Linked DNA regions of Danio rerio: region 1 is linked to region 2. The links are chromatin contacts, called in public Hi-C maps. All regions are on one chromosome and are shown on one strand. The core of a region is the stretch at or near the end of the contact, and the rest is flanking DNA. Distances in the headings are between cores, read along the strand shown.

What was found. Hi-C and Micro-C count contacts between places; a contact is called where the count stands out from the background.
Region 1: a Hi-C map of an unstated tissue shows a contact between it and region 2, with 5 times the contacts expected there. The contact joins the promoter of zgc:114046 here to the enhancer-like site in region 2. A contact is called at or near these places in 2 of 18 Hi-C or Micro-C datasets (caudal fin and an unstated tissue).

What each region holds. Positions count from the first base shown.
Region 1 is chr25:37,618,642-37,622,222 of GRCz12tu, reverse strand. zgc:114046 reads left to right here and starts at 1,450. Exons shown (of 1, transcript NM_001013463.2): 1 at 1,450-2,194. The coding sequence starts at 1,479. The coding sequence ends at 1,853. It overlaps LOC141381029 (histone H4), which reads left to right and starts at 572. Exons shown (of 1, transcript XM_073943383.1): 1 at 572-919. The coding sequence starts at 608. The coding sequence ends at 919.
Region 2 is chr25:37,572,356-37,576,008 of GRCz12tu, reverse strand. All of the region lies in intron 3 of ccdc136a (coiled-coil domain containing 136a), which reads right to left. Among named protein-coding and RNA genes, the nearest start is that of ccdc136a, 14 kb to the right of the region's middle. Within about 2 kb of position 1,553, at least 12 of the 62 cell types and tissues checked have an H3K27ac peak or open chromatin away from gene starts, as enhancers often do.

The sequences.
Region 1 (3,581 bases), core at 201-2,700, 46 kb before region 2:
CAGTTTTATGTTAGACTTAAAATTTCATATTTTTTAAACACTTAATTTTTTCATAATTATATTATGTATGATCAGCCCAAATGACTAATTAAACTCAGATATATCTCTTTAAAAGTTATTTTAAAGTTAATTCCTTTAAAATTAAATTTCTTTTACTACATATTATGCAGGATGCAATATTTAGGTGGCTAATTCAGAATATATATAAATATATTATTGATTTATTGCTATTAAATAAAGTATCTGTGGAGGCTAAAATTGTGTAAATTAAATACATGCATTTGTACATTTGATAGTTTAATGACAAATTTTGAAAAATTATAATTACATACTAAAAAAGGGGAGATCAGGTTCAGAAAAAAAACAAAGAAAATAATTTTCCATATTGACTCAGAATAATGGCACAAGCAATTTATCTAAATATATAATTAAAAGAAGCTATTTCGAAGGACGGGGGCCAGAGTTCGTTGGATTGACGCGCCTAGGTGTGACGTAAAGTTGTAACTCCGCCTTTACTGTTTCAACTAGGTCGTCTGAGCGACTATAAAGCTTCTAGGATGCTGCACTAGACGGTTCATTCAAATTTGAAAGTTGATTGTTACTAAACATGTCTGGAAGAGGCAAAGGCGGTAAAGGACTTGGAAAAGGAGGTGCTAAGCGTCACCGTAAAGTTCTGCGTGATAACATCCAGGGAATCACCAAACCCGCTATCCGTCGTCTCGCTCGCCGTGGTGGAGTCAAACGTATCTCTGGTCTGATCTATGAGGAGACTCGTGGTGTTCTTAAGGTCTTTCTGGAGAATGTTATCCGTGATGCTGTTACGTACACCGAGCACGCCAAGAGAAAGACCGTGACCGCCATGGATGTTGTGTACGCGCTGAAGAGACAGGGACGTACTCTGTACGGTTTCGGAGGTTAAACGTGTTTATTATCATAGAAAACAACGGCTCTTTTAAGAGCCACCCACGTTTTCATAAGAGAGTAATTTGAGAGTATTATGAATTTATATGTTCCATTATCATTAACCTGTACAGAATTTGCATTGATAAACATTTTTTGATAGCGGGCGTTATTAAAAAGCTGCATTTTTGTTCGTAACAAAGTCTCAAATTGTTTATAAGGCTTAAGTTAAGAGCATAGAATTTAAACTTTTCCCTATAAGACGCAAATTAATGACACCAAAAAGTGAGCCATGTTTGGTCCTGAGTGGGAAGATAAAACAAACAATCCGATTGCTGTGCGGAAGTCTCTCATGGATTGGGCAATAGGCGGGACTACGGTGTCAAGACTTACTATTGGCTGACTTGTCAGTAAGTCTGTCTGCTTTCTGACCAATGAAATTAGTGGCCTACATTCATTGCGCTCATACACAAACCAGAGAGGGCAGTTCTTACCTTAGAGAATTTGCATAAGAGCCGTATAAATAGCCAGTGTACATCTCATTTAAGCAGAGTTGCTCAGTTACACTCGAATCTAATATGCCTGAACCAGCGAAAGCAGCGCCCAAGAAGGGCTCCAAGAAAGCCGTCACTAAGACCGCCGGTAAAGGAGGAAAGAAGCGTAAGAGGACCAGGAAGGAGAGCTACGCTATCTACGTGTACAAGGTTTTGAAGCAAGTTCATCCCGACACCGGAATCTCTTCAAAGGCGATGGGCATCATGAACTCGTTCGTCAACGACATCTTCGAGCGCATCGCCGGTGAGGCGTCTCGTCTCGCTCACTACAACAAGCGCTCCACCATTACTTCCAGAGAGATCCAGACCGCCGTGCGTCTGCTGCTGCCCGGAGAGTTGGCCAAACACGCCGTGTCTGAGGGCACAAAGGCCGTCACCAAGTACACCAGCTCCAAGTAAAGCGCTGAGTCATCTTCAGCTAACCCAAAGGCTCTTTTAAGAGCCACTAATGTTATTTTAAAAAGAGTTTCCGTTATTTGAGCATTGCATATTTTGCTTTAACCTTTACAGAAGCGTTTATTTTGAAACTGATTTATTAATTACCGTGATTTATATAATATGAAGTGTGTGTATGTGTGTATATATATGTGTGTGTGTGTGTATATATATATATACACACACACACACATACATACATGTTTTAAATGACTGATCTTTTGTATGCTGGCGAATAGCGTAGTCTATTTTGTCTTGATGTAAAGCAACTGTAAACATGAGTAACATAAAAATAAGAAATCTAATTTTATACGTTTGTGTTCTTCTTTTACACATTGCTCTGTGATAAGAAGCCTGTTGAGGCAATATGTTTTTATTTATTTATTTATTTTTTAATCTCATTCATGATCATTAATCTGCAGACTGGCTCCAAATACAGAATGTGGCCAGGATGATCGTTTTACCTTCACTTTTCCAACCTGAGTGTAATGAAGCAGAGAAGTGCAATAGAGTTACTGGTTCTGTTCTGACAGGTAGCACCTCCACTGTTATGCAGTAATCTAAGATTGTTCTTGCATGTCCATCAGGTATAGTTGGACTTGTTTATTTTTGCATATCAGTGTATGATCTTAACACATTGTTAGCAGTGTTGTGCACTTCACATTTCACTACAGTTTTCACATTTGATTTAAAACGTGGTGTTCTTAAAAGGGTAGTTCTCCCAAAAGGGATTTTTTTGAAGTTTTGCTTACCTTGGTTTTAAAATCGTTCAAGTTTATTTTTATTTTTATTATTTTTTTATTGATAATAATTTAAGTTATATAGTGGAAAGCTGAGAACCTGTAACCATTGACTCTTTTAGTTTGTTATGGGGTCTCAGTGGTTACTGGTTTCCAACTTTATTCAAAATATCTTCTTTTGTGCTTAACCGAAACAAGAAACTTATAGAGGTTTGAAACTACTTGAGGAAGAGTAAATAGAGTAAATGTTCATTTTGGATGAACTTCCCCTTTAAATATGATATTGGGCCTTACTTGATGGTCATTCTGTTGATGGGATTATTTTGATTCGCCGTTAAAGTGTCAATGTGAAGAATGAAACATCACTGCAGCATCACACAACACAAAATGACTGAATGGACATTCAGTGTGGGTGAATTTTACTTGTAACGAATGTATTTAAATAATCTTAAGTATTTATTAAGTGACACATTAATGACTTCAGCTGAAATCAGCAATAACTAACAATACATTTACAATAAATGAAATAGCTGTTGTTTGTTTTCTTCTGTGATCAGATATATCTTGCTTTCCGAGCAATTATGTCAGTCATACTGGGTACAATTTTACAAATAACTTCTGTTTGTTTTTTATTATTCAGGTGTAACTTTGTTGCATTAGCTTTGCTGTATTGTAGTGTTATTTGTTTTCTCATATGTCTTTTATAACCAGCATCGCTTTTATCAGTATTTACACCACTGTTGCTCTTTACGTTACTTAATATTTTACCTTATCTTAAAGTATAGGTAAAATAAGTTTCTGTTAAGTTGTTCTTGTAATTGGAGATTTTTAGTTTTCTATGTCAATAAAACACTAAAGATTTAATTTGGAGGAAAAAAAATATTCCATGCTCAAAATATAAACTATTGTAGGTCTTTTTTTAGGGATTTTGTCATAATAATCGCGCAGTTCT
Region 2 (3,653 bases), core at 304-2,803:
TTTTATGATAATTTTAAGCAACAAAAAATTATAATCTAGTCTTTTTAAAAATAATAAAATCTTTCATGATAATTTTATGCAACAAAAAGTATCATCTAATCTTTTTACATGTAATGAAGTATTTTTATGATACATTTTATGCAACAAAAAATTATTATCTAATCTTTTTAAGCATAATAAAGCCTTTTCTATTTTAATTTCATGTGGCAAAATGAATAATCTCATCTTTTTAGGTAAAATAACATCTTTTATTATCATTTTATGCAACCAAATAAGTGTAATCTAGTTATTTTACATATAATAAAATATTTTCTATTATAATTCTATGTGAAAAAATTAATAATCTAGTCTTTTTAAGCATAATAAAGCCTTTTCTATTGTAATTTTATGTGAAAAAAAATATATTCTTGTCTTTTTAAGTATAATAAAATCTTTTATGATCATTTTATGCAACAAAAAAGTATAATCTAGTCTTTTTAAGCATAATAAAGCCTTTTCTATTATAATTTTATGTGGAAAAAATTTATAATCCAGTCTTTTTAAGTATAATAAAATCTTTTATGATCATTTTATGCAACAAAAAAATTATAATCTCATCTTTTTAATTATAATAAAATATCTTTGTATGCAACAAAAATATATAATCTAGTCTTTTGAAGTATAATAAAATACTTTTATGATAATTTTAAGCAACAAAAAATATAATCTAGTCTTTTTAAAAATAATTAAATCTTTCATGATCATTTTATGCAACGAAAAGTATAATCTCATCTTTTTAAGTATAATAAAGTCTTTTATGATCATTTTATGCAACAAAAAGTAATCTAGTTATTTTACATTTAATAAAGTATTTTCTATTATAATTTTATGTGAAAATTAATAATCTAGTCTTTTTAGGTATAATAAAGTCTTATGATCATTTTATGCAACAAAAATTAATAATCTAGTCTTTTAAAGCATAATAAAGTCTTTTATGATAATTTTATGCAACAACTAAATTATAATCTAGTCTTTTTAAGCATAATAAAGCCTTTTCTATTGTAATTTTATGTGAAAAAATTAATAATCTCGTCTTTTTAGGTATAATAAAATCTTTTATGATCATTTTATGCAAAAGAAAAAGTATAATCTAGTTATTTTACATTTAATAGTCTTTTTATGATCATTTTATGCAAAAAAGAATAATCTAGTCTTAAGTAAAACAAAGTTTTTTATTATTTTATGCTACAAAAAAATAATAATCTAGTCTTTTTACATATAATAGTCTTTTAATGATAATTTTTCAAAAAACTCTTACAAAGTGCACATTTTATACCCAGAAAAAAATCATTTGAAGCAGTGTTGTAGCACTCAGTGGGTCATTTATACTATGTTCAGGCCTGAGAGCGCAATCATGCAGTGACACCTCTTTAGTGCTCACTCTCCAGGGTGGGACTGATCTAATGCGACGCCTGAGATCACGAACGACCAGGAACAGCACAGCAGGGTCACCGGAGATCATCCAGGAATGATCGCCTGAATAAAAGCATGCGCTGGTCAGGACAGCCCTTCTGGAATCTTCCCTCCCGCATGCAGCTGTCATTTCACATGCCTGTCGCGTTACACACAAACAGGCTACAGTCACACCGCCAGATCATTACCAGAGTCCCGGGAGTCTGTCTGCTATTGAGCAGGTGACTCATTAAAGAGACATAACCGGCTATATATAGAAACTGTTTTACTGGGGCTGTCATTGAATAAAGCAACTCATGGAGATAAACACGAGGACACACCGTGCACATTAGACAAATAAGTTTCAGTAAAGAAACTTACATCGTGGTATAAAGCTACTATACAGTATGTATTTGTCATTTGACCAATGCACATTTCAGATGTATTATTAGAGGGACAAACATAGATGTTAATACAGAGATTTGCACTCAGCTGCTCCATCTATTTCAACAGCAGAAGAATGGACAACATTCTGGCTTTGTGGTTTTACATATGGTTTATGCTGATAATTTTAGCCGTATAATTCACTGTATGCACTGAACTTTATTTTGGTTATTAAGAAGTTGCTTGTGAATATCATCGCAAGTGTAAAAGTTTGTTTTATTTCGGCTAGAATTAAAGCAGTCATTATTTTTTAAACTATTTTAAGGTCAATATTATTAGGCCCCTTAAGCCATATTTGTTTTCGATCAGACAAAAGCCAATCATATGCGTTTAGAGCCGGAAAAAGAATTTGTTCATCTCTCGAGTGCTCGGGTTTGAGTCATTCTGTCACCTGATGAATGAACGACTCAAGAACTAGATGATTTGAAAGGTGAACTAATTATCATGGCTCCCATCGACTCAGACTGTGTACATTAGTTAAAGTTATATGTGACTGTCAGTGTAACGTGAAGGAACCACTGACATTTGAAGACGCAAGAGATGAGCTGAGCAAAGAGACAACAATACCTTCATAGACAAAAGAGCAGGTCAACATTGAATTATTATTTTCTCCTTCTTATAGTATTCTATTTATGACTTATTTGTCATGTGATCAACCTTTTGGGCTAGTTGTAGATGTGTTTGGAAGCAATTCGTAACATTTTGATAATATTTTCGCAAGTTCAACCAAATGAACGAAATGACTCCAAAAGATTCGTTCATCTCGATGAACGAGACTCAAAGATCCGAGTCAGTAAAAAGATTCCAAACTTCCTATCACTACTTTCGACTGAATCGATCGAGCGCTGCGTCCGAAACGGCATACTTTCATACTATATAGTACGCTAAAATCAGTATGCGAGCCGAGTAGTATGTCTGAATTCATAAGCTGCGTCCCAAATCGCATACTTATGCACTATTCTACGCCATTTTGTAGTATAAATAGTGTAAGTAGTGTGTTCACACTGAAAACTCTAAAAATAATAAGTGCACTTTAATTACCCGGATGATGCACTCATTCAGCCGCTAAAATGAAGTGTGTAATGATGGACACTTCACGCACTCAACGACCGCAGGTTTGCTTACGTAGCGGAAGGGGCGGAGCTATCGGACGCACATGTTGAATAACTTTATTTATTTTGGATGGAGAAAGCAAAATTCTCCTACGAGAGTGATTATTGCGCCTCCCGATGGTGAATGCGGCAATACTCACGATAGGTATTATTTGATAATTCGGTCGTTTATTTCACTGATTTGGCAACCGTCAAACGTCATCAGGGAAACTGTTTGAATTTCCGTTTAGTATAAAAACATTAGTGTGCCATTTGGGACAACACTACATACATGTACTATCCTGTTGAGTGTGTAAGTGCATAAGTACATAGTGCATGAGTGCATAGTGTATAGTGTGCCATTTGGGACGCAGCTCTAGAATTAGAAAAACAGTATGCGAGAAGTACCCGGATGACTTGCTACTTCCAGCGAGATTCTAGAGTGCGCATCCCATGCACGCTGCGCTATCCCACGATGCCCCGCGAGCGAATTCATGAATGGGAGTAAAGCGACGCAATTGACGCAGGCAGGTCACGTAACCATGACAAAATGGCGGATGTAAGACGTCCGAATTCCATTCATACTTTTCACGTTCATACTGTATAGAGCGTACTTTTCTAACGGCCGAGTAGTACGTTTAAATTCAAATGCAGTACCTACTGAGTAGTAGGCGGTTTCGGACGCAG